Linked DNA regions of Mus musculus: regions 2, 3, 4, 5, 6 and 7 are each linked to region 1. The links are chromatin contacts, called in public Hi-C, Micro-C and promoter capture Hi-C maps. All regions are on one chromosome and are shown on one strand. Each heading gives the region's core, a stretch centred on a gene start, on an enhancer-like site or on the middle of the called end of the contact. The rest is flanking DNA. Distances are from core to core; before and after follow the strand shown. Region 1 holds the start of Hacd3 (3-hydroxyacyl-CoA dehydratase 3). Region 2 holds the start of Zfp609 (zinc finger protein 609). Region 3 holds the start of Rpl4 (ribosomal protein L4). Region 4 holds the start of Csnk1g1 (casein kinase 1, gamma 1). Region 5 holds the start of Pclaf (PCNA clamp associated factor). Region 6 holds the start of Smad6 (SMAD family member 6). Region 7 holds the start of 1110036E04Rik (RIKEN cDNA 1110036E04 gene).

Evidence for each region. Promoter capture Hi-C pulls out the DNA fragments that hold promoters and counts their contacts. A called contact is a pair of places that touch in the nucleus more often than the background predicts.
Region 2: a contact with region 1 is called in a Hi-C map of CD8 T cells, with 4 times the contacts expected there. The contact joins the promoter of Zfp609 here to the promoter of Hacd3 in region 1. A contact is called at or near these places in 2 of 39 promoter capture datasets (erythroid cells and liver), 2 of 484 Hi-C or Micro-C datasets (CD4 T cells and CD8 T cells) and 1 of 115 datasets of contacts at active chromatin or transcription factors (memory CD8 T cells).
Region 3: a contact with region 1 is called in a promoter capture Hi-C map of neural stem cells. The contact joins the promoter of Rpl4 here to the promoter of Hacd3 in region 1. A contact is called at or near these places in 22 of 39 promoter capture datasets (the 3T3-L1 cell line, 3T3-L1-derived adipocytes, the C10 cell line and 14 more), 3 of 484 Hi-C or Micro-C datasets (CD8 T cells, natural killer cells and pre-B cells), 12 of 115 datasets of contacts at active chromatin or transcription factors (astrocytes, bone marrow-derived macrophages, effector CD8 T cells and 9 more) and 3 of 9 other capture datasets (adipose tissue, embryonic stem cells and liver).
Region 4: a Micro-C map of embryonic stem cells shows a contact between it and region 1, with 6 times the contacts expected there. The contact joins the promoter of Csnk1g1 here to the promoter of Hacd3 in region 1. A contact is called at or near these places in 3 of 39 promoter capture datasets (liver, pre-B cells and second pharyngeal arch cranial neural crest), 2 of 484 Hi-C or Micro-C datasets (B cells and embryonic stem cells) and 1 of 115 datasets of contacts at active chromatin or transcription factors (memory CD8 T cells).
Region 5: a contact with region 1 is called in a promoter capture Hi-C map of liver, with 2.4 times the contacts expected there. The contact joins the promoter of Pclaf here to the promoter of Hacd3 in region 1. A contact is called at or near these places in 3 of 39 promoter capture datasets (liver, pre-B cells and second pharyngeal arch cranial neural crest) and 2 of 484 Hi-C or Micro-C datasets (B cells and CD8 T cells).
Region 6: a promoter capture Hi-C map of pre-B cells shows a contact between it and region 1, with 2.2 times the contacts expected there. The contact joins the promoter of Smad6 here to the promoter of Hacd3 in region 1. A contact is called at or near these places in 3 of 39 promoter capture datasets (liver and pre-B cells).
Region 7: a contact with region 1 is called in a promoter capture Hi-C map of erythroid cells, with 22 times the contacts expected there. The contact joins the promoter of 1110036E04Rik here to the promoter of Hacd3 in region 1. A contact is called at or near these places in 3 of 39 promoter capture datasets (erythroid cells and liver), 1 of 115 datasets of contacts at active chromatin or transcription factors (pancreatic cancer cells) and 1 of 9 other capture datasets (adipose tissue).

What each region holds. Positions count from the first base shown.
Region 1 is chr9:65,019,977-65,023,271 of GRCm38.p6, forward strand. It overlaps Hacd3 (3-hydroxyacyl-CoA dehydratase 3), which reads right to left and starts at 1,741. Exons shown (of 11, transcript NM_021345.2): 1 at 1,481-1,741. The coding sequence starts at 1,567.
Region 2 is chr9:65,825,906-65,829,551 of GRCm38.p6, forward strand. It overlaps Zfp609 (zinc finger protein 609), which reads right to left and starts at 1,659. Exons shown (of 10, transcript NM_172536.3): 1 at 1,561-1,659. Trip4 (thyroid hormone receptor interactor 4) reads right to left here. Exons shown (of 14, transcript NM_001357872.1): 14 at 3,022-3,646.
Region 3 is chr9:64,172,009-64,175,581 of GRCm38.p6, forward strand. Rpl4 (ribosomal protein L4) reads left to right here and starts at 1,379. Exons shown (of 10, transcript NM_024212.4): 1 at 1,379-1,425; 2 at 2,816-2,987; 3 at 3,186-3,292. The coding sequence starts at 1,423. Zwilch (zwilch kinetochore protein) reads right to left here and starts at 923. Exons shown (of 19, transcript NM_026507.4): 1 at 810-923. The coding sequence starts at 883. It overlaps Gm23344 (a small nucleolar RNA gene), which reads left to right and starts at 3,040; the gene lies at 3,040-3,107. Snord16a (small nucleolar RNA, C/D box 16A) reads left to right here and starts at 3,424; the gene lies at 3,424-3,514.
Region 4 is chr9:65,907,512-65,910,973 of GRCm38.p6, forward strand. It overlaps Csnk1g1 (casein kinase 1, gamma 1), which reads left to right and starts at 1,499. Exons shown (of 14, transcript NM_173185.2): 1 at 1,499-1,657. Trip4 (thyroid hormone receptor interactor 4) reads right to left here and starts at 1,283. Exons shown (of 14, transcript NM_001357872.1): 1 at 928-1,283.
Region 5 is chr9:65,888,488-65,891,785 of GRCm38.p6, forward strand. Pclaf (PCNA clamp associated factor) reads left to right here and starts at 1,836. Exons shown (of 4, transcript NM_026515.2): 1 at 1,836-1,987; 2 at 2,245-2,322. The coding sequence starts at 1,942. The region is part of intron 1 of Trip4 (thyroid hormone receptor interactor 4); the gene reads right to left.
Region 6 is chr9:64,020,808-64,024,352 of GRCm38.p6, forward strand. It overlaps Smad6 (SMAD family member 6), which reads right to left and starts at 1,252. Exons shown (of 4, transcript NM_008542.3): 1 at 1-1,252. The coding sequence starts at 217.
Region 7 is chr9:64,048,121-64,051,845 of GRCm38.p6, forward strand. 1110036E04Rik (RIKEN cDNA 1110036E04 gene) reads left to right here and starts at 1,709. Exons shown (of 3, transcript NR_040713.1): 1 at 1,709-1,775.

The sequences.
Region 1 (3,295 bases), core at 491-2,990:
TTGTTTGTATGTGATATGCTTCCTTTTGGACAGAATGCCCTGGAAAAGGTGCCTGGGCCTGGGAAAGTGGAGCTCGTCTGACTCATCTCTGTAAATCTGTGGTGTGGTATACATGGTGTTGACATGTTCTTTTAAAACTAACGCCTCAGACTAGCAGACGTGAAGCCCCAGAAAGATAAAGCCTCCATAGGGGTGAGGGACTCGTTCTTCCCAAAATTTCTTAAAAAGGACTTTTCTCTCCAAAAGAAATGTTCTCCTTTCTTCTCCACCTTCACAGTGTTCACTGTTAACGTGTTTCAAACTCGAATCTCTGGGCATGGTGGTGCACACTTGGAATCCCAGCACTCAGGAGGCAGAGGCTGGCAGATCTCTGTGAGTTCCAGGCCAGCCTTGGTCTACATAGTAAGTTCCAGGCCAGCCATAACTATATAGCATGACTGTCTCCAAAATACAAAAATAAAAATTAAAAACAAAAACTTTTTTTTCTATTTTAGCAAAGAATCTTGTAGCAGAGTAGAGAACAATAGCACAGAGAATTATTCATCCTATTCTAGAGTAGCATTTATTCGGGTTTGCTTACACCTTAAATGAAATTTACTGCTTACTCAAAGACATTCTGGCCAGTATTAGCTTCATCGTTCACAAGGGGAAATTATTTACATTCCAGAAGCAAAGATTAGACTCAAGTGGACATGGGCACCTAGACCCTGCAAGAAAATAGACCAGATGAATTGATGAATTCAGACAGGTATCTAACTGCGAGCAAGAAACAGTTCAGAGGAATGAAGATTACAATACCATGGATGTCAAGGAGACTAGGGAAAGAACATTCCAGACCAAAACCACTCGCTTCACACAGAATACTGGATGGTCTGGTTAGAGACATGGGAAGTTCCCAGGGATTTGATTTGCTCACATTAATAGGTAAACGTGGTGAAATGAATACTTAATGTCACACGATAATTTCTTTACGCAACTTGCTAAGGCTGAGCTCGCAGCCTTAAAGAGAGGATGGAAATCATTTCCTTGGTGAGCGGAGGTGTGGTGTAGATTTCTATCACTGAACGGTTGGGGGGTTGCCCCCCGCCCAGCCCAGCGACGGGCCTTGAGAAGGTCAATGGGCCGCCCGGACTAAACCTCAGAGGCCAGCGCTGACGTCCTGCTACCGCACAACAGGCCACTGTCAAGCCGCACTTTAGACCCACGGAGCTCATCCCACAATTCAGAGGGCCTTAGGCAACCCGAAGGCCAGCCGCCGGCTTCCAGGACTCTGCTGAGGCTCCCCAGGGCGCCTACCAGGAACAAAGGGGATACCGGGGCCAAGCGCAGAACGCCGGACGGCACCTGCAGCCCCTAAGGGAGACCGGGGCGCTCCACTCGCGGTTCCTGCTGGCGCACTGCAGGAGCGCAAACGCACAGGGCGGCCGACGGGGACCGGGGGGCCCCCGATCCTGCGCGCAGCCCGCAGCCCGGCCTTTACCTGCACGTCACTCAGCTCCACGCGCAGATACAGCTCGCGGTGTCGCTGAGCCCAGTAGACATGCGGCGTCAGCACTTGAGTCTCCATGGCCCACGCTGTCCGGGGGAGCGGGGAGGCTCGGCTTGCTGCGCCTCGTTACCTCGGCCTGTGAGCCGCTGGAGCTAGCAGAACGCAGGCCTCAGACCCGCACGCTCCGCAGCCCGCAGCCCGGCTGTCTCGAGATAACCCACGCTCGCGGCTCGCGCTTGCGCAGTGAGGACCGGGGCGGGAGGGCGGGGCGAACCCAGCGAGGGAGAGGACGGGGCGGGACGTGGGAGAGGCTAGCGGCTGCGCCACGTGATCAGCGGCTCAGTGGCCTTCGGATCAGAGGCTTTTGAGCTCCTCGCTTACCTCCTGTGGCGCTTCAGAGAGGTCCTTGCACAAGAACATGAAAGTGAGAGGCTCTAATCTACAAAGAAAGGGCGGATTGGCGGCGTATGAAGAGGCTTGTGTGCAAGGATCCCTTCCAAGTTTTTTTGTATGATCGCAGCGTTTAGTGAGAACCCACTTCCTCCCTGGGCTTCAAGGCCACACACAGAAAGACAGATGAGCCATTCAAGACATACATTGGTGTTGCTTTTTTTTTTTCTTCCTTCCTTCCTTTCTTTCTTCTTTCTGTCTGTCTTACTATGTAGCTCTAGGTGACCTGAAATTCACTTGGTAGACCAGATCCAGGGACCTGTCGTCTGCTTTTGCCTCCCTTGTGATTTAAAGGTGTGCAACACCTCCCCTGGCCTCAGGCTTCCTGTTTTAAGAGAGATGGTTTCCATTCACTGCCCAACAAACAGAACAGCCCATTCGTTATAGCTATCTACATGAACTAATAAGCAAACAAACAAATCAGTTCCTTGGCATCCCTAGCCCCGTCCTGAGCATTTGAGGACCTGGATGCTGCAGACAGGCACTCTACTATAACCTCAGCTCCTTGTAGTGTCATCATCTGTTTCTAAGTTTTTCTGTAAAGGAGCACAGCTATTATGGGCCCATTTCCAGGGAAATCAATAAGGAGACAGAGACAGAGAGACAGAGATTAGTAAGAGGACTAGAGGACTAGAGGACTATAGCCTAGTCGGTAGTGGGTTTGATCCCCAATAGCACATAAATCAGGACTAGTGGTGAACACCTGTAATCTCAGCACTTGAGATGTTCAGAAGTGCAAAGTCATCCTTAGTTACGTACTGAGTTCAAGGCCAACCTGAACAAACAAAGGAAAGGGAAATAAAGTAGAGTTTATCATCCAGGCTAAAAAGTACACGGTGGTGGGGCAGGGTGAGGGAGACTAGAAGGCAAGGCCAGGGGCAGGGGGATGGGAATAAGGCTTTTATGATGATGTCAGTCAAATGAAAAAGAAACCACACTGTCCTCTCTAGAGACTGCCCCCCCCCCTCCTAGCCCTGTTTGGCTCAGGGCCATGTCTCCCTTCTCAGAGATCAGTCATTACTCCTGCAGAAAGCTTTCATTTGGTCCTTGACACTGATAAAGGCTATTGCCAGGACGTACGCCTAGTTTCTGCTGTTGGCAAGAGATCCTGCTTGGCTCTGATGTTCACCTTTTTACAGACTCTTCTGATGCTTGAAGGACTTAGAGGAGGAGCTGCTGTAGATGGGGATGTAGATTATTTGGTAGAGCACTTGTCCAGCACACACAAAGCCTTGGGTTGGATTCCCAGAACCACCAGGCCACGTATACCAATGGTCCACGTATGTAATCCTAGCACTTGGAAGATGGAGGCTAGAGGATCAAGCGCTCAAGGTCACCTGGCCTGGGATGCACGAA
Region 2 (3,646 bases), core at 409-2,908, 810 kb after region 1:
AAGAGAACAAACAAAAATAACTGCAGGAGACTCCCATTTCTATACAGAGACATTTAAATACAATGTTTTATGCAAGTACAGAACCTTCTTCACAGTCACCTTCCTCAAAGGTCTGCCACAAAGCATGAGGGTGGCGTGTCCCAGACGCTATTCCTTCACAACTTAGTTACAGGCTAACCAGAGGCAGGCACAACATGGCTGGCATCCTCTATTCTTCTGAAAAATGTGTGCCAGTGAGCCCTGCATTGTTCCTCACTCAAAAAGAAGAGCCTTTCTGTCTGGCCTCTTCCAATGGCAAGCCCCAGTCTGGAAAAGGAAGAAAATGGCACTGAGGAGCCTGGGAGATGGAGCATATCCAAAGCTCTCAGACAAGACTTGAACCTATGACCTTCACTGTGTACACAATAGGCGAGTGAGAGGGACCGGTTTATCTCTGCTGCAACAGTTCTCAGCCCTGGGGTAGCACTCCCGATAAAATGACACGACTATTGTGTGGCAGCAGAACAGTCATCTCTCACAACAGCCTAAACCAGCACTCCCTCCCCCAAGACAAAGCAGCAGGGGTGAAATTAACTCAAGGCTGCAGAGCAAAGCCTAATACAGAAAAGAGAGGCCTGTGGGGGCTTAGGGACTCTCCTCAACCCCTGGGGCTCTGGACACATGGCTGGAAACAGACAGGCTTTCTCCCCCATCTTTCCCACTCTCATTTAGGTAGGAAGCGGTTTCTGAGAGAATTTAATCATCTGTGATTTGTTCAGAAATATTCCCCCTGAAGGGCTCTGCTCTCTCCACCCTGTGTGAGCCTAATTCCTAGAAGCCGAAATGACTGTTTGCCGCTGCCTGTTTCACAAACACACATTAATTGGTCAGATGTGTCTCCTCCTCCTCAGCCCCAGAGGGAGGAAGGAGAATCTGAACCAAGCAGAGAGATGATCCAACCGTAATTACACATAAAGGGAAAAGAGGGCAGCATGGGGTTTCCAAACAGGACAGGGTCTCAAACCCTCCCGGGGATACAGGGACAGCAGTTTAAAGTCCAGGCCTAGGGATCCCTCCATCTTGAAGAAAAGGACAGGAGTAAAATGTGACCTAAGACTGGAAAGGCGCACACACCCACAACCTACTGCCTGCACGCTCCCAGCCACCTTGCTCTCCTTTCCCGGGTCGCGCACACGTCCTGCTTTCAACCCTCCGCTCCCGACGCTCCCCTGAGTCCCTAACGAGCCCCAGTCGCCCCGGGGCTCCCTCGGCAGAGCCTCCGAAAACTCTCTGGCCTGCCCCTACCACCTGGCCAAATCAGAGACTATCCCGGGCACCGCCACCCTCAGCCCGAACCGCCCGGGCCATGCTTTGAACTTCACCTCAGGCCCCCTCCCCCACCCACGCAACGACCCCGCTTTCCCCGCACACACCTTCCCCTCGCTCCGCCCCGGCCCCCCCAACCCCCACTTCCTCCGCCGGGCGCCGCTGCTCCGGCGCCCTCCGCGCCCCTCGGCGCCGGGCCTCCCCCAGAGTCGCCTCCCCCTCCCAGCCCCGGCTCCACACAAAGCTTAGACTCACCGCGCGGCCGGTCCCGGGAGCCGCCACCTCCGCCCGCCCGGGGCCCCGGGCCGCAGAGCCACCACTGCTACGCGTCCCGGGCCGCCATCTGGGCCGCGGCCCCTCCCCCTCCCCGCCCCGGCTCTCCGCCCCTCCCCGCGCCGCTCCGCCCCGCCTGGCCGGGGCCGCTGTGTCCGGGGCTGCGGGTCCCTCAGCTGCCGCCGCCGCCGCCGCCGCCGCCGCCACCGCCGCCGCCGCCGCCGCGATCCGGGACAACCAGGGCAGCCTGGAAGACCTGGACACTGGATTCTCGTGCTCTCGGATCCGGATTCCGTGCGCTATGGAGTCTGGAGCGGGCGAGTGCACGAGGAAACCCGGAACCTGGATGCAGGAGCTAAGTCCTGGGTCTCTAAATGCGCGGTAGCTGCGAGCCCTGAGAAAAGAATGCTGGAAAACCTGGCGGGCGGGTCGAAACTAAGATAAGCTCAGAAGACCGGGCTGGACAGTTTGAACCCAATGCTCTCTCCTCGTGCAGATTCCTGGCTGGATAAGACTTCTCACCGAAAAGTCTCTGGAGAAGCGTTAGCTCTTAAATACAGATGTTTTCTATCGTGGAAAGAGGAAAGATCATGGGATCTGAACATGAACCTTTCTACAAAGAACAGAAGACAAGTGCACAGCTCTTAACTGTCTCATCCATTTTGCCGCTTAGTTCGGCAAACTATTTTAAGTAAAGAATTTAGGGTGGGGGTTGGGGGGGACAGGACACGTGTCGTGGCGCACGTTTGCAGGTCAGCCGACAATTTGCAGGAGTCGTTCCCTCCACCATTTGGTTTTAGGGATCAAACTTAGATCCTTAGGCTTAGCAGCGCGCATCTTTACCCACTGAGCCATCTCACTGGCCCTCAAACTCCTTTTTTATTCAATGTCTTCAGTTTTTCTTTGATTATCGTTTGTTTTCCTCTAGAGTACCTGTGTCCCTTTCCACCTCAACATCCAGTATCACTAAATCTTACTGCTTTTTAACCTTGAGCCCGTTTCTGCACTCCATCTCACCATTCTGTCACTATAGATTGTGACTTTTAAATCTGTTACCTATCTTAAGGTTGCCCAGCACACCATCTACACAGCAGACATTCTGTTCTTGTGAAATTGAGCCCTCCCACCAGTTGCTTACGAAACTGCTTCATGACCTAAGACTTCCACCTCCTACCATAGCAAACCAATGTTTATCCAATTCTCAAGAACCCCCATCATGCCCTTCCTGTGTCTGAGACCATTTTATTCAGCTATGCAGTTACCTTTATTCTCTTATCCTAAGGGCACTCTTCACTGGTGCCATTCACAGTAGCATGTGACTTAGAGATCGAGTGAGTCATAACTTTGCTATCTTCACAGAAAGAAAAGGAGGGTGGGAGAGCTGACAGCTTAAAGATGAACGCTAAGCCCAAGCCCATCTAGTCTAGGAAAAAGTAATTCCCTCTTGGTCCATAGATAGTTTTATTGGATAGTAAAGGGACAGAACTGATGACTCAGAGTGGCGGCCAACTTACCAATCTATACTCTATATTACAAAATGAGGGCTTAAACAGAAAGGAAAAACAGGGTTTAGTGTTCCATATCTCTGTGATTTAATGAAGGGTTAAACATTGTAGCACTAGACTAAAACAGTTAGGGGACAAGGAAACAGTTCTACTTAGCTTTTAATCACAGTTAGCTGACTCTGACTAAAGACAAGGATCTAATGTATAAGACAGTAAGAGAATCTCAAGTTTTGACTTCTTGTATCTCGAGAGCAAGAATTGGCAAACTAGTAGCCCAAAGAACAAATCAGATTCACTACCACGTTTTGGTAAATCCTGTAAGTTAAAAACTAATTTTTACATTTTAACAATATTTAAATAAAAGAAGATATTTTACAACACAAAAGTTATAAGAATCTGGTGTGGTGGTACAGACTCCAGCACTTGGGAGCTTGACGCTAGAGATCTAAAACTTAAGGCTAGGCCTGGGCTTGAACTGGGTTACACAGACTGTCTCAAAAAAGTGTCTACAAACAGTTTCCCTGGCTGTAGCCAAGCTTTCTTGCTCACATTATCTATGGGTG
Region 3 (3,573 bases), core at 129-2,628, 850 kb before region 1:
TTCGAGACAGGGTTTCTCTGTATAGCTCTGGCTGTCCTGGAACTCACTCTCTAGACCAGGCTGGCCTCGAACTTCGCCTGCCTCTGCCTCCCGAGTGCTGGGATTAAAGGCGTGCGCCACCACGCCGGGCTCTGAAACTATCTTAAAAAACAAAAGCACATTAGTTCTTTTCCTGTAGTAGTGAAAAATTATTACTGCTTTTGTAAACAGGAGGGGCAATAATGGCAGTTAAAAATGATAGCATTTAGAGACTAATGGGCTATACCCAACTAGCAACACCTTGCACCTAGAATTAAAGTTTTTTGTCTTCACATCAGGCCTACGAAATCAAAAATCTCAGAGGCTGAGCCAGTCAATGTATATTTTGGCAACCCTGTGGGTGATTCTGATGTGAGTCGCTGACTTAGATTTTCACACAGGATGTAGAAGTTGACAGAATTTCACTGAGGGAACACAGTGAATTTGTGGCACGGCTCACGCCTCTCATCTCGGCATCAGGAGGCTGCCGAGGAGGGTCGATGCGGATTCTGTCCGTTTCTGAGCTTGAGGCCCGATGACATCTAGCTCTCTGTGTCCCAGGAGCCTCTACTTAGAAGCGTGTACATCAGTCCAATCCGTACACTGCTTTGCCATCTTGCCTCCCTTGGGTAAGCTCGGGTGTTTTCTCCGGAGGCCGGCAGTAGCCTAGGCCTCCGCAGAGCCCTGGCTGCCTCTCACATCCCAGGTCCAGGAAAGCCGGCAGCCAGCTGTGGCAAACACCACCGGCAGGGGAGGGACAAGTACCATCCCATTCCCCAACCACAACTCACTGCCGGAGACGAGCATAAAACTCCTCCGCCGCGCGGTTCATTCGCGACCACATACCGCCGTGGCCTCCGTCCATTGCTAAGAAGTTAAACTGAACTGCGCGCCCAGACAATGACGTCAGAGGCCATGACCCCGCCCCGCCGGAACTACTTCACGCTTTAAGTTCGGTTTGTACTCAACGCTAACACATTGCTTTAATTTAGTAGAGCATCCCCTCAATTTACTATTCCAAAAGTCTCCCATTTCTGTTAGGGGGGAAAAAATGGACTAAAAGAGATGTTATGATGAGGGTGGGCGGGATGAGGAGAAAGATAATTCTCGCGAGAGTTGTGACGAGTTACGAATTATTCCGCGAAAAAGAGTCCCTCCTTTCTAATCACTCTTTTTAACTTTAAAAAAAATGAATACATAATTTTAACACACGTCACGCAATAATATTACCTTTTGAAATTTTTACATGTAGCAGAAAGATAGATCGTGTCTCTAATTTGATTTTGATAAGGGGCAGGATGCGGAAGACGAGTGGAAGGATATATAGAGTACAAGTGACAAGTCTTTCCTTTTCCTGTGGGAGCAGCCGGGTAGAGAGGAGCGTGGCCTTCTCCTCTCCCCGTCATGGTGAGTGGAGGTCTTCTACACTGGGCTTCCCCCTGGTCTGGGGGGCGGCTATAGAGGAGGGCGAAGGTTCAGAACATGGAATCTGCAGAGAGGAGACGAGGGAAAGGAAACCTAGCACCTTTTCTGGCCGGAGCTGAGTTGTGGGCGCTGAGGCAGCCATCTTAGAGGCAACGTGGGCAACAGCGCCAGGTGGATGGTAGAGGAACCTTTGGGATCTTAGCTTTTCTTAGTTCTAAGCTTTGCTTAGTTCTAAGCAGGGTTGCTGGAAGCCGAGCGTTTTGATGCCAGAGACTTGTCAGGGGTTCGAGATCGTCCGATGACAACTCCGCACAGGCCGTGGCGGGTCATGTGCTTTCAGTCCGGAGAAATTGTCTTCAAAGAAAAGGGCTGAAGGATATCTGAATTTATGCTTTCCAGGAAGATTGCCTTCACCTCTTTAAGACAATTTCTGGAAATGCATGTCTTCGTTACTTTATATGATGTAATCTAGACCTTTGAATCTTAAGCGAGTTTTCAGTAGTAATTAGTATATTGTTTTACCACGAATGTTTATCTGTAGATGGATTAAGGTTGTTCTGACCACAGTAATTTGGAGACTGTTAGATTCATCGTTAAACCGACTAGATAGGTTGTCCTATTGTGAGACGACTTAAAGGGGGGTATAGTAGAAGAGATGGTATAGTATCTGGAAGGGCACATGGGAAATAGGTCAGACCTAAGTGCTGGTGGAATCCTCAGTTAAGAGTCTTTCAGAGTATCAAAACGTTTCTGAATTTGAAGGGGTCTGGAACATTGGATAAATGAGCAGGCCAGCTTTGCTGAAGTTGGTGAGGGTAGAATTAATTTAACATGTCCTCATTAAACAGTATCTATGAACAGTTTTTATAATGTTGCTTCCAAGTTTGTTTCTCATTAAAATTGATAGATTTTCAGGTTGTCCTTTTGCTGTAAAACTATTGAAATGATAAACCCAGTGGTGGTTTACTGTGTTGCTTGAATTTGGGGTCTCCTGCAAAGCAATACTTGCCTCAAACTGATTCCACAGATTGGCCTGTATATGGCCTCAAATATTGGGACTTTTACTTCTGTATTTACATATTTGTCTCCAGATATCAAGCTCTTGACATTTAATTATGGGATGAATGTGTCTCCAATGTTGTCAATATAAGTACTCTTGATTATTTTTAAGTGAATCCATTATTATTATTATAACATTATATGGTTTTATTGGCATTGTATTTCCTGTCTCACACAGTTAACACCTGCCTTCCTAGTCCCCAGGGAGTCATATCTGTTTGCAAGTACTAATAATGTGGGCTTTAAAATCTAGGTTTCAAATACAGGAGATGGTACTTCCTCTGTTTTAGTTACTTTTTTTATTCCTTCCAAGGCTTGTGCCCGTCCCCTCATATCGGTGTACTCCGAAAAGGGAGAGTCATCTGGCAAGAATGTCACTTTGCCAGCTGTGTTCAAAGCTCCCATTCGACCAGATATTGTGAACTTCGTTCACACCAACTTGAGGAAAAACAACAGACAGCCCTATGCCGTCAGTGAATTGGCAGGTATGGATTTGCATTCGTCATCATGGTTATATACTTTCCAGGGCTCCTTTGCAGTAAATGATGAGATTCCATTGGTCCGTGTTTCTGAACTACATGATTTTCCTTGGCTATTCTGATACTGCCTTTATCATGCATTAGTTTTAAGTCATGGGTTTGTTATGAGTTAGTTCCTAAACCTTTTGTTCTTCCCAATTTTAGGTCATCAGACCAGTGCTGAGTCTTGGGGTACTGGCAGAGCTGTGGCTCGAATTCCAAGAGTTCGAGGTGGTGGGACCCACCGATCTGGCCAGGGTGCCTTTGGAAATGTATCCTTGATTAGTGCTCTTGGCAACTGACCAACTGGACTTAGGCTAATTAATATTTGAATCATGTTTAAACATACTAGAGTCTCTCTAGACAAAAATCTGGAGATGTTTGGCTGGGAACTTGCAGTGATGTCGTAATTTGCGTCTTACTCTGTTCACAGCGACAGTTGCCTGCTGTCAGTATGCTGGTTCAGAAGGTTGACGAACATTGTTACTGAGCAAGTAGTAATCTTGTTAATTTTCTAAATTTGAAAAAGATGTTAATTCTTGACAAAGAAAAC
Region 4 (3,462 bases), core at 249-2,748, 890 kb after region 1:
TAGCTGAGGTAAACAACAGTCTACTAATAATTTTGTGACCAATAAAATCGGGTCTTACAGTTGCAAGTGTATCCACTGATGTAGATGAGAAAAATTCAGAAGTTAAAGTTAAAATAGGAAAGCCGGTCCATCCCGGTAGTGAACGCTTTAAATCCCAGCACCTGGGAGAAGAGGAAGGTGGGTCTCTGAATTCAGGGCCAGCCTGGTCTACATAGACATTACCTGATCAGTCATCCAGGGCTTCAAAGTGAGATTCAGACTCAAAAAATAATACAGTCAAGTGATGGTTTTATCCCCCACCCCAGGTTTCTCTAAAAATATAATTACTATAATTATAGGGGTCGTTACAGGGGGTTATTTTGTTGGCTTTGGTCTCCACCATAGTTTTCCAGTTTTTTCAAAGAGTGAACTTATGCCTCGGGTATGTTAGGTAAAATGTTTTAAAACTGGGACTGACCATGTAGTCTAGGCCTTGGAGTTACTATCCTCGCTTTTCCTCTGGAGTCTAAGCATTACAGGTCTGCTTGTCATGTCCAGTAAATGAGTCTCCTTGCCTCCCTTCCTTTCTTCGATGCCTGGGAATCGAACTAAAGACCTTGGGCATGCCAGGCAAGTTTTGTATCACAGACCTAAATCCCCAGCCTAAATGAGGGTTTTTATGGACACCTTTCTTAGTCACCGTATAGGTATGTTGGTTTATTCTGATGGGAGGCTTAGTTGTCTTCCTACTCAAGCGAGATTACCGGCATTCTTTGTCTCCCCCAACTCCCCCGTTTTATGGAATAACAATAATAATATTACTCTGGTCAATTTTCATAGACTCAAATATAGCTAGGTTATTTCCAGGTCACACATAAAAACGTTAAATCCTTAAAAAAAAAAAAAAAAAGAAAAAAGAAAAGACAAGGTAAGACAAAACTTTCTTACCCACTTCACTGTTCGACTTCTGGAGCCGGTTCAGAACGAAATGCATGCAAAAGTCTGGTTGAAACGACAGGAAATCCACCAGAGGGAGATGCTTGCTAGACAGTGAGAAAGAAGCTCCCGCAAGGGGCCTGGAGAGGAGCTTTGGGAGGAGCTGCCGAGATGGCCCAGGATTCCAGGAGGTGTGTGTAGTTTGGAGCTGGTGTCAGAGACCAACTGATGGAAGCAGCTACGTTGGGCCTACTACCTGCTGCAGCGAAGGGTTTACCTGGCCTAACATTGTAAACTAAAGGCCTAAAAACATTTCCAAATGAGAAAACGAAGCTCCCAACCCACTTACCAACAGTCCCCGAAGAAATGGGGGGGGAAGGGGGGTATTTAAAGGCACTTCCGCTTAGCAACCCCACGCTGTTGCTAAGGAGGGGCCGCAGCATTAACGACCCGGAAGTGGTGGTCTGAATTTCACAGCGACGACAGGGGTTTGTCCTATCAGAAGAACGAGGATGCTCTGCGGCTCCAGGAGGTGGGTGGGACCTGCATTAGTACTTCCGGCTTGGCTCGGCCGCCCCTCAACTGGTCTTCCCCCTCCCCTCCGCCTCCTCCGCTCCCTCCGCTCCCTCCCGCTCCTGGGAAAGCAAAGCTGCGGCTTAAGGGGTGGTTGAGAGAAGCAGTAGGCGCCTCGGGGAGGGGACCGCGCCCGCCCCCTTGGAACACTGGAGCACCGCTGATTTAGGTAGGTACTCTGGCTTCGACTGGGTCTGGGAGACTGGAGTCTGAGATGTGTGTGTGTGTGTACGTGTGTGTGTGGGGGGGGTGGGGTGGGGGCTTTAGGAGCCCTTCGCTGGGGCGGGGCAGTGGACTCGGGAATCCCGGGTGGGGCGCGGGCCTGTCCGTGGAGGGTTGCGGGGGCGGGACAGAGGGACCAGGGTCCCTGCGTGCAAAGAGTTGCGGGTTGCGGGTTAGACCCGGTCGCAGGAGGCGCCCTTTCTGAAGCAGGGACTTCGGCCAATGCAGACCGGGAGTTTCCCACCTGGAGTGCCAGCTCCGAAAAGAAGGGGGAGCATCATCCAGGGCCGAAATCAAGGGTATAGACTTGGAGAGGTGACTGTGGTCATCCTGTGCTTCACATTGTCCGCGTCCCGGACTCTCTGTTGGGACAGAGCCGGGCTTCGAGGGCTTGTAAGGGTTTCGTGTCGGCTGGGCACCGTGGAGCCGCCCTTGGCAGAGGTAGGGCAGAAGAGTGGGTAATGAGACCTCCCTCCACCCAACTTCCGTGCGCTTCCCCCGCTTCTTCCTTTATTGCTCTCTCGGCAGGGCGCCCTATAGGAGCGTTGTCCCCTAAGTGGGTACGCATCACGTCGTAAAACAAGAGTGTGAAACTGGGTTTGTTGCCCCCGGATGATTTTTCGGATATTTGCAAAGTGCCAGAATGGCATATTCTAGCAGTCTCCCAGACCGATATGAGTCTGGTATGAATTTTCTTAGAAAATGCAATACTGGAAGGCATCTGACTATATTCAAACGTAGCCTTGTAAATGAGCATGCTTTAAAAAAACCACTAGGAAATCCATATTTAGAGGTCTAGATGAGACATGTTTAGGCAAGCCTTTTTCAACCTCTTTCTCACCTGCCAGTAATCCTTTTGTGGTTTAAACGAATTAGAAATGCTATCTTCATTTTGTTTAAGTGACTGAATTGTAGGAAGTATAGTATATGTCTTAGAAGAACTAGTGAACATTTAGAGAGACAAGGGACAAGAGTCCCTTTCCAATGATTGAACTCTCTCTTAATCTTTTAAGGAGATAATTATGTTCAAGTGGAAGTATTGGCTTTGAGAAAGATAATTCTGGGAATGAACCCGCCTTTGCCTCTTAACTAGTTGTTGACTTTGGTCAAGTCACAGACTAACAGTTTCAGCCTCTTCACAAGGAGGAATTAAATTCTAGTCAGTGTCAAAAGAGAGGTGATTACTTATATAACTCCATTTAAAACAAGCACCTTTGAATTTCAAGGTTGTCATTAGTCAACATAGTTAAGGGAGCCCAACTTAGTGGAAGGGGATTTTTGAAAAAGAAACTGATAATATTCAAATAGTATACGGCAGGAATTCGAGGTTTGGGTTTTTTGTTGTTGTTGTTGTTGTTGTTGTTGTTTTGTTTTTGTTTTTGTCTCACACACACACACACACACACACACACACTCACGCTCTGGCTGGCCTGGAAGTCACTCTGTAGACCAGGTTGTATTGTACTCACAGAGCTCCGCCTGCCTCTGCCTCCCCAGTGCTGGGATTAAAGGCATGCACCACCACTGCCCGGCTTTATTATTCTTTATTTTGTAGTTCTGAGCATTCAGTTCAGAACGGTCTCACACAGTTTTCACTATTGAGATACAACTTTAGATCCTAGAAATTGATCATATGTAGCATAAAATGCAATTATCAATAGTTTCCTAAAGCCCATATTAAGTACAATATGTTTATTTTTTTGAAATGACCAAAGTACATTTTATAGGTTCTTCTCAGATAATCTTTATGCT
Region 5 (3,298 bases), core at 586-3,085, 870 kb after region 1:
AGTGTACTCACATACATAAAATAAATAAATCTTTAAAAAAGAAAAACAAAAACTGAAAAGAAACACTTCATTTTCATGAGGGTGAATGACAAGAATGGAATGTCTGTTGATTGACTTGTTGATTTTATGTGAGAATTTGGCAGTAATTTAACACTCCAGAGTAAGATAAACTACAGGCAATTGCTAAGATTATAATGTTAATTTAATGACTGCCTAAACCTTTTCATTATTTTCACTTGAGTTGTTTGTCTAGTTGTTTGGTTGTTCCATTTTCTTTTCTTTGTGTAGCCTTTGCCTTCCTGGAGCTGATTCTGTAGAGTTCCAGGACAGCCTTGATTCACCTGCCTTTGCCTCCTGAGGGTTGGGATTGAAGGCCTGCACCACAGCCTGGCTCCTTTTTTCTTGATGATTTATTTTATGTGCATTGATTCCCATCTTGCCTGAGTGTGTCTGTGTCAATGTGTCAGATCCCCTGGAGCTGGAGTTACAAACAGTTGTGAGCTGATATGGAGGTGCTAGGAATTGAACCTGTGTACTCCAGGGTCCCTGGAAGAGTAGCCAGTTCTCTTAACTGCTGAGTTACCTCTCCAGCTCCTGTTTTTTCGGTCTAGCTCTTTCCTTTCCTTCCTTCCTTTCTTTTTTTAAATAAACGATTTATTTTAATTTTATGTGTATTGGCATTTTGCCTGCCTGCATGTCTGTGTGAGGGTGCCAAGTCACTTGGAGCTTGGTTACTGCCATGAATGAACTGCCATGCTAGTGCTAGGAATTGAACTGGGTTCCTCTGAAAAAGCAGCAATACTCTCAACTACTGTGCCCCTTTTCTTTTCTTCCTTTCTATATTTTTTTCTTTTTTCTAAAATATTGTGATCTAGCCCAGACTGGCAAGGAACTCACAATTTCCCAGTCTCTCTGCCTCCTCAGGGCTGAGATTACAAGGTGCAGTAGGCCTGGCTTTAAAATCTTTAAATTGAATATACTATTAATTGTTGATTTGGTTAAGGCCCTGAATAGATTTCATTGCTGTTCAAGCATAATTCACTGCAGAAAAGTAGTTCTGTAACATGCTGAAGGGTCATCTTTTAAACAAGCATTAACAGACAGCATTCTGCAGCAAGCACATACGGTTTTGTTTCGTGCATGGCATTCAGAACAAACACAAATTCTTAGGAATATTGTAATTTGAAATATGGGTCAGACAATATGATCTCTTTTTTGCAGGGTTATCCTCACGTGGGTTGGTGCTGTGACCCTTTTACATTTGGCATTTAAAAAATTCTTTGGCCATGTTTTTTAAATTTTATTTACTTATTTTTATATGTGTATGGACAATTTGTCCTAATTTTTTGTCTCATGCGATCTGAAAACGGTTTTTAAAACACTGTAAACTAAATAAACTAAATTGAGTTTTCCTTTCTCCCGCCTCAGAAAGTTGTTTTAGAACACAGTAGGGTTCATCCTTAGGATACTAAACTTTAGTTATGATTTACATAGAAAAGTCCACTTAATTTTCACTTTCAGTGTTTAATTATCATGGATTTAACTCTGGTAACTTTTGAAGAAATTTTACAATCCCTATCTCTACTTGGTTTTATTTTGGCTAGTTCACAACCTATCTACCTCACCTCCATACTTCGTGCCCCCCTCTTCCCCCACCCAGAGTCCTAGCACCGCCTACCAGGGAGGTACAAATCACGACCACTGGGGCTGATGGACTGACTGGCCAGCAAAACCTTAAGTCTCGAGGCTGTCACTGCTGGACGCTGTCAATTGGTCCAGAGTGAAGGCGCGGAACCAATAAGAATCGAGGTTCTCAAGCGCTTGGAGCGCGCGGGAAAGAGACCCATTTAAACGGTGGCGGGAACATCATTTTCGGGTTCTTCTCTAATTGAGACATCTGCAGTTGGGGTGACGGTGAAAGTTGTCTCTTCTTGTGTGAACATGGTGCGGACCAAAGCAAACTACGTTCCAGGAGCCTACAGAAAAGGTAAATGATGCAGCGAGGTGGCAGGGGGTTCCCTAGGCAGCCTGTCCAGGGGTGGAGACGCCCATGGCTGCCTCCCATTGAGCAGCTAGAAGGCAGGCTCCCGGCCCTCACTGCTAATAAGCTGCAGAGAACAGGCAAGGTCGTTTGCTGCTGTTCATCTCCCTCCTCTTTACTGGCCTGGGACTGTTGTAGAACAAAGCTCGGGGATCCGAACCCTCCTGCCTTTTCTGAACGCCCCTATTTATCTCTCTCTGCAGCGGTGGCTTCTCAAGCCCCTAGGAAGGTGCTTGGCTCCTCCACCTTTGTCACCAATTCTTCAAGTTCGTCGAGAAAAGGTAGGAAGGGTCGTGGAAGCTTCTGAAGTAACACCCCGAGAGCATCAGGCCGGGCAAGGCAGTACTAACCTGTGTGGTCCTGACCCGCGGTGGATTTATTTTTACTTAGTTTCCTTCCTCTGGAATTTGTTTCCGTTGACATTCTCACACCTAAATTTCTTTCTCGCCCTCTAAGGGAGCCTTAGTCTTTCAGCAGGCTTGGATGGGGGTGAGGGTCCAATGGAAAATTCATGTCTTGGTGGTGAGGGGCAGTATATTTTTAAACTTTTTTTTTTCTTTTCTGAATGGTGTTTTAAAAATTGTTAACAGTTACTATTTTCTTGGAGGCTACTTAAGTGTCTCCTCATTAGATTTATGGTGATGATTGACTGTACTACCGCGTTTCCGGTTGGGGGATGTATGTGAGTGTCTGTTTGACCATGCATGCAATCTTTGGGAACTGAACCCTGGGCCTTCCTTGCCCATGTTGAACAAGTACCCTACCGCTGAGCTAACCACACTGCCCCAGATTGGTTTGCTTTTGTCTCTGCTTTTCCCTCCTCCTCTACTCCCCAGTTCTTCCCCTATCCGACCTTCCTTTTTAACTCTCTCCTCCCTTTTGTTCTCCCTCCTTCCCTCCCTTTTCCTTCTTCCAAGGTCTCATGTAGCCCAGGCTGGCCTCAACATTTTTATGTACAAAGAACACCTTTGAACTCCAGATCCTTCTGCCCTCCATCTCCCCACTGCTGGAATAACACACACACACACACACACACACGTTCTCATGTAATTCAGGGTAGCCCCAAACTTGTTACGTAGCTAAAGCTGGCCTTCAACTTCTGATCTCTCTGTCTTTAAGATCTTCAATTTAGGGGATTAGCAGGTCAAACTTGGGTTTCCAGGATTGTAGGTGAGATTCACCATTCTCCTGTTATATTTTTTAAAGGGGCAATTTTCTCTGAATTTTGATTTTACATTCCTATATTAAAATATAACC
Region 6 (3,545 bases), core at 2-2,501, 1.0 Mb before region 1:
GTCCCACCGCGTCCCGGGGCCGCCGCGGGGCTACCGAGCGGACTTCGGAGCGGCTGCAGCCTCCGCCCTCTCGTGCCCGCGGGGCAGGCTCAGCTCGGCTGCCCAGGCTCCCATCCTCGTCGACACCACCGCCGCCGCCGCTGCCTTCCTCCCGATCAGGGACCACACGACTTCGCCAAAGTCGCCGCACCAGCCCCGAACGTTTAGACCTGAACATACGATACCCTTTGGCGCCTGGGGTGGTGGGAGGGGAGGCGGTCTCCGGTTACCGGGGGTCCGTTCCCTCAACGAGGCGCCGGCTGAGCGGGCCGCAGCCCCACATGAAGCTCTGCCGCGGGGCGCCGTGCAGACCGCGCACAGCCTGTCGTCGAAGGGGCACCGCAGGGCTGCAACATGAGGGAGCTCGCGCCGGGCCAAGCCGGGCCGGGCCGGGCCGGGAACACGCGCGTGTTGAGCCTCAGTCCGCGAGGGACCAGCGGGCTACATGGATCACGATGGGCCGGGACCGCTCAACTCCAGCTGCTTTGGAGCCTTAGGGAAGCCACCAGCGAAACGATGCTAGAGACACCCTGCATGGGCCGGCGAGCCTTCAAAAGTTGCGCGGCTGGTACACGAGCACAAAGCGCTTGCGTCGTGCCCCCAAATGTGTCTGCACAACTCTGCCTTCAAAAGCCAAGCTATGCTACATGGGCTTTCCCTGCAGGATCCGAAACTAAGGCTTGTGGATAACTCCCATATCCCTGCAACAAAATAAAAATAGAAATAAAAGCAAAGCAAGAAAAAGGTCCCAAACAAAACTCAAAATGCTTGGATTTTGCACGCACGAAAAGCAATTCCGTCTCAGGTCCCGGGCGCTCGGTGCACTTGGGGCAAGTCTCTCCTGAACGCGGGTGTCAACACATGAGTGGAAGCCGGAAAAAAAAAATCCCAAAGAGCTGCTAGGAATCCTTAATTAAAAATGCAATCCACCGAAGCAGAGGTCGCAGCCCGCCCCACGCTGCGCTGGGTCGCTTCGGGCGCCGCGGCTGCCGAGGTCGCCCCCCCCCCCCTTCACCAAAGTGCCTCCTGGTGGCCCCGCGGTCCCAGCGAGGTTTGGCGAGGCAGCGCCCGGCGGCTCTTTCTCTGGACTCAGCTCCCTCGCTCGTTCCCCCTCTCGGCGCTCTCTCTCTTTTTTGTTCTCCTCAAACGCACACTGAGGGCCCCCGGAGGAGCGCCGCGGAGTCATTGGCTGCCTCCCATCATATGCCAGTCTAGACACTTTGGCGGCTCCGCGGCGCTGATTGTTGCGCAAACAAGGTTTCAAGTTTCTTAACTCTTAAAGGAGAACACGTCCCATTGCTGAGCCCGAGGCTCCGAGGGGGCTGGTTCCCGGGGCGGGCCGAACGCGGGCCCCCGCCCCTCGCCCGCCCCAGCACCCCCGCCCCGAGGCTGACAGTGCCCGCGACTCACTCTCAAGCTCACGTCGTGCCTTGGGCACGGATACCAGCCGTCCCGCACACGCGCTAACAAACACTCACACCCTGATGCCCAGCTCTGCTGGGTGAACCCACCGCGACCCGGACTCCGAGGCGGCCCTTTGCCTCTCTCTGGCTTGTGCCCAAACTTGCAAACGCGCATAGCACTTTAGAGTCAGTCCAAACCCCCAGCCTCAGCGCGGGCTAATAAAAATGGGCGTGTGTGTGCGCCTTCCTGCCCTCCGTCTCTGGGGAGTTGGGGGGCGGCGGCGAAGTTGGGATAGCGGGTTTCTTCCGTGTCCTATGAAGGCTCCACGCACCCCCTGCCCAAAATTAGGGGTCTCTCCGCCTAGGCTACACTGGGGGGCGGGTGATCGAGGGAGCTCCAGGATAGCCCGAGGTGGGGACTTGGACAGGGTGGGGTAGAGGCAGGAGTGCTCTTGGATGGCTCCTCCTGGTCGCCCCGGCTCTCCCTCCTGGCGTCCTAGGCTCCTCTCAAGGCCAGGCGCTTTCTTCTCCCTTCGAGGATTTACCTTATGCCCCTTCGAGAGTGATAGAGGGGCGTGCTTTCCCCAGTTATGTTTCACTATAAAAACGGGGGCAAGTTGGGGACAGACTTGGGGACCCGGCATGGGAAGGGTTAAGGCCGCTCCTGCCCTGGAGCCGGCGCGGCGGGGTACCTCCTCGGGCGTGCTTGCTAGTCCGAGGGTGGCAAAAGTTCAAGCTTGTAAAGTCAGGATTGGCCCCGCGCGGAGGGGAAAAAAGGCCTGGTTCCCCCTCCCCCTCCCGGGCGTGGCGCCGATTGGCCCAGCCGCAGGGCCGGCCCCGCCCTCCCCTGGCGCGCCGCGGCCCCACCCCCGGCGCAGCACCACGCCCCTTTCCGGGCAGGAGCGGGGCCCCGAGCTCAATGAAAGAAATTCCGCTACTCTCATTGGCCTGGGGCTTGACGCCGCACCCCGCGGGAGGCGGAGTGGGGAGGATGGGGCGCGGACTTGTGATCCCCTTTAGGATACCTGTGCTCTGGACTGCTGTAGCGAAGGTGGTGTGCAAGTCCAGGAACGGGTCTGGAAGTGCGCTGGGGGAAGGGTCGTGTGTGTAGGAAAGATACAGACTACTTCCCTGAGTCTTACCTGGAGCCAGGTACTCCAGTGCTGCAGGGCCGATTGTCACACCCACCCTTCACTATTTTGGCCAAGGTGAATATGAGTAGCTGTCCTGGCCTTGGTTTCTCAAGATTCTAGGAAATCCTTACTAATAAGTGCATACATCAAAAGTGGGCAAGAAGCGCCCACACAAACTTGTCTTTTAGCTTCCGTTCATCCCTGAAGAAGTTGATGATCCTAAAACGCAAAGAGAGCCTACAGGATTGTGCACACCCATGAGTACAGCACTTGGGAGGTAGAGGAAAGAGAATCAGGAGTTCAGTGCTCTCCTGGGCTACACAGAGACCTGGAAGCCAGCCTGGGCCTGCGTAAGACCCTGTCTCCGAAAGTCTCCCAAAATAAAATAATAAATACAAAGAGAAGCCAATTATGTTCTCTCTTACGAAGATTTTGTTGCCTTGCCTCTGGGTTACAATAAGAGCAGATGCTTTGAGCTCTTTACCATGGTAGCAGAAGTTTCAAGCCTAAACAGCTAATGGGTTTTATTTTCTCTGTGTACAGATGAGAAACTGAGGCACAGAAACTTGCTCATTTAATTTGAAACCTATTGAGAGCACTAAGACACCAAAACCAGAGAGCTCCAAGTTCTCACCCCCACTCCCCAACAGCAGGGAGAGGCATGTAACTATGTGATGTCACAACATCGCTTTTAGGTGTGTGGTTTCCCAAATAAGGTGCATGGTACTGCCTCTATTAGACCTGCTGGATGGACATTTCATACGGAGGCCACAACTCCCCACTACAAGACTCTGGAGATGAGGGTAGCTGGCAACCACCATTATATAGAGTGCCAAGGCCTTGGACACAATAGCCTGCACAAGTTTGTCATCCCTGATCGGGTGGGACTTGAACCCAGCTAGAAAGAAGTATGAGTGTCAAAGACACCAAGACTCCTGAAAGAGTTCCCTGCCTGTAGACAATCTGCAAG
Region 7 (3,725 bases), core at 459-2,958, 970 kb before region 1:
GGGGATCCAATGCCTTCATCCAACCTCCATGGGCACACTCACAAACATGCAGACACACAGAGAGACACAGATAAATATACAGGAAATAAGTAAATAACGGATCAGATGCAAACAGAGCACACAGTTGAGGATGTGAAGAGCAAGCATCTTTCTAAGCCCTGGGACCCTACTGGCACTTCACCTAACTAGAGGCTGAATCCCCTCAAAGATCCTCCCTTAGGGCAAGATGAGGGGCCTGGGCCCCACAGGAAGCACATGCTCTTTGCACCTTGAAACAAAGCTGCCTGGGGTCACTTAGTCTCTACTTGGCTACCCCCAAATAGCCAAGGTTACTACATGTCTCCCATGTCTCCATGTATCAAAGTCCCCGGCAAGGTCTTCTGCCACATCATCTGAACACTCCTGATCTAATCCGATCCCAGAAGCTAAGTAGAGCCGGGCCTGGCTAGCTTGGATGGGCCACGAAGTCCCTGGGAAGAGCCGCTCTTCCTGGGGAGCTCAGTAAGAGATGTGACCCGGGGAGAAAAGAGGCAGAGTAGACGCAGTGTGAACAGGAACCTGGGCAGCCAAGGAAGTAATGCTTCACAGAGTTTCTCTGCAGAAAGGCCCCATTGGTTGCCTCCATAGCCTTCCTCGGAGCCTTCACAGCTTACATACTGAGTGTTTAAGTGCTTACACACACACACACACACACACACACACACACACACTCACATTGAAATCCCAGTGGGACACTACAGTCTTGATGGTATCTCTCTTAAAGTGAGGAAGAAAAAAAAAAACAAAACAACAACAAAAAGAAAAATGGAGCTTAGAGGATCCCAAGCAGAGAGACTGACATATATAAAGAGCATGGAATGGTTAAGAAATTCCAGGGGACACCTTAGTCTTGGTGGCAGACACTAAACAGGAAGCGGCAGTGTAGGTCGGGCGTAAAAGTCCTGAGCATGAAAGCATGCATCTGGATTTTATGAGAGAGAAGGAGTTTTTGAAGCCGTTTACTGCAGGAGCCAGCTTGTGTTCTGCCTGATCTCTCACTTCCTGTGAGTGCTTAGGTAGGAGATGATACGGGTAGGAGGCAGAAATCCTGGCCTAGAAAGCCAGGACGCAAGGTTTGAGGGCCTGGTTGAAGCTAAGCAGACACTGTATACTGTATTTCTCTTAAATTGGATTATAGTCTCTCTCTTTTTATTCTGAATTAAGCTGTAATGGAATTTTTTTGTTTGTTTTATGTCTTTCCAAGGCTGAGTCTTTTTTTGTTTGTTTGTTGTTTTGTTTTGTTTTTTCTCTGTGTAGCCCTGGCTGTCCTGGAACTCACTCTGTAGACCATGTTGGCCTCAAACTCTGCCTCCCAAGTGCTGGGATTAAAGGCGTGCGCCACCAGTGCTCCGCCCCCAAAGCTGAGTCTTAAGGGAGTGCAGTCTGGCTTCAAACTACACAGCCAACGCTGGCCTTGAACTCACAGTTCTCCACCATACCCAGTGTGGGTAAAAATCAATAAAGCGTGTGAGGCCGGTGACTAAGCCACTACAAAAGAGCAAAGGTAAAAATAATGAGAGCTGTTAATGCAGCTTCACGTGCCCGTTGTACTGTTTTGTAGTATCCGGGGGATTTCCAAGTTCACCCTCAGTTACTCCTCCTAGCAACCCGAGGAGGTGGTGTCTTACTCCCAAACTTCAGGTGAGGGTATGACTACAAAGGAGTTGAGGATCTTCCCCATGACCAGCAGGAAGGGCAGCAGGACTCCAGGGACCTTGCTCTTCACGAGGTAGCAGGTGAGCACAGCCAAAGGCAGAGAAGGCCAGCTTGGACTGGAGTGGGCGTGGCCGGAGTAAAAGGGCCAAACCAAGCGGAGCCAAGACGAGCTTAGACTCAACGGCCCCCAGCTTGAAAAGGAAAGTATCTTCCGTAGAATTGTTCTGCCGGATACAAGCTCCGGGAAGTTTAACTATTTGGTGTTTGCTTCCAAACCAAACCAAACAAACAGAAAACCCCGCGGCGCTGTGGAAAGCGCGGAGGCCAGGTGATCACCCTATTTCCGGCGGGGGAGCCGGATTGGCCCTCCTATGCAGTGCCGGATGCCATGGCAACCAGACACAAGATGACTCTCCAGAACTGGCGCCACCTCCCCTGAGGCCTTGGCCTTGCTGTCCTCCAGGGTGATTGCCTAGTCAGGAGGGGAGAGGAGCAGCCACACCTCTGCCTGCCGGGACTCTGCTCTCTCTGCCTAGTAAAATTCCGGTGCTTCCTAAATCTCACGGGCCATCAAGAGTAGCAGCCCTGAGAAGTTGGGCGAAGGGAAAAAAAAAGCAAAAAACAAAATCCAAAATACGCTCAGGGGCTATCAAGGCACTTTGAATCAAAAACTTGGTGGCGACTCCAGCCGTGTGTAATCAGCAAGCCAGGGGCTTCTCTGTCGCATGCTCTAAATGGCAAGCCTGCTCCACACAGCGATTTCCCTGATTCTGGCCCAAAGTACAACCCTCCTCTTTCTTGAGCTCAGATGTTCTCAATGGGTCCTTATTGAAGCAGAATCAAGCCCCGAGCCTCTCCAACATCCAAGGCATTTCACAACGTTACCTTCTGGGAGACTCTGCCCGTGACTCATCCAGACAGTCACCAGCTTATCTTTCCTGAAACGCGTCCTGTTTCCAGGCTTGTGTTCTTGCTGTTTCATTTGCCTGGAATTTCCAGTCTTTCCTTCTGATTCCCTTTTGACCAAGATTTGAAGTTTCCCTTCCAGGAAATCTTCTTGGAATGCTTCCAGCTTCCTGGAAGTTCCAAGTCTATCCCCTCAGCCCAGGGATGAGCACTGATAGCCGTTGGATTTTGTTATAAGCAAAATTGTGGCATCACCAAGTTCATGTTGACTGACTGGCTGGCATCTAGTACTTCAGAACTGGGCTGTACTTGGAAGTAGGGGCTGTTTAGAAGTTGTTATGGAGGCTGGGGAGGTGGCTCAGTTAGTAGTGTTTGTCTTGCCTGTACCTTGAAACTGAATTTGATCCTCAGAATACATGTAGAAGCAGACATCATCATGGTGGTACACACATGAAACTCCTCCAGTGTCAGAGGCAGAGTCAGGGAGATCCCTGTGGCTCTGTGGCCAGCAGTCCGGACAGTCAGTGAGTTCTTAGCCAGTAAGAGACTCCTGCTTTGGAAAACAAGATGAACAGAGCCCAGGGAATGAAATCCAAGTTTGCCCTCTGGCTTTCACAGGTACACACATGTGCATCCCGAAAACACACACACACAGACAGACAGACACACACACACGGTCATTAAGACAAAATGAGGCCCTTATCATGGACTCCCATTCAAACTGAGTAGTGTCCTTGGACAGGAGGGAGTTTAGATAACCAGAGAAGTTATGGGATGAGTACCCATAGCAAGGATCTCATGGAAGGATAGCAAAAGGCTAGCAAAAGGCTGGCTACCTGCAGCCAGGGAAATAGGCTTCTAAGAAAACCAGCTTCCCTGCCCTTGGGCTTTCAGCCTCTAGTATTGTAGGAAATTTAAATTGCTACTTAAACCACCCAAATAGGTAGTATTTCATTATTACAATTCTAATGAAAGTATGCAGCTACTGTACATATTTACTGTGTCTCTCTTGAGGTCCTTGGCTCCCCAGTCCAATTGATTCGTCCTTACACCTCTGTGGCAGACGCTGCTGTTTTATCTCCTACATGACATCATCCATCAGATGGGGAGCTCAGCTCTTTCGA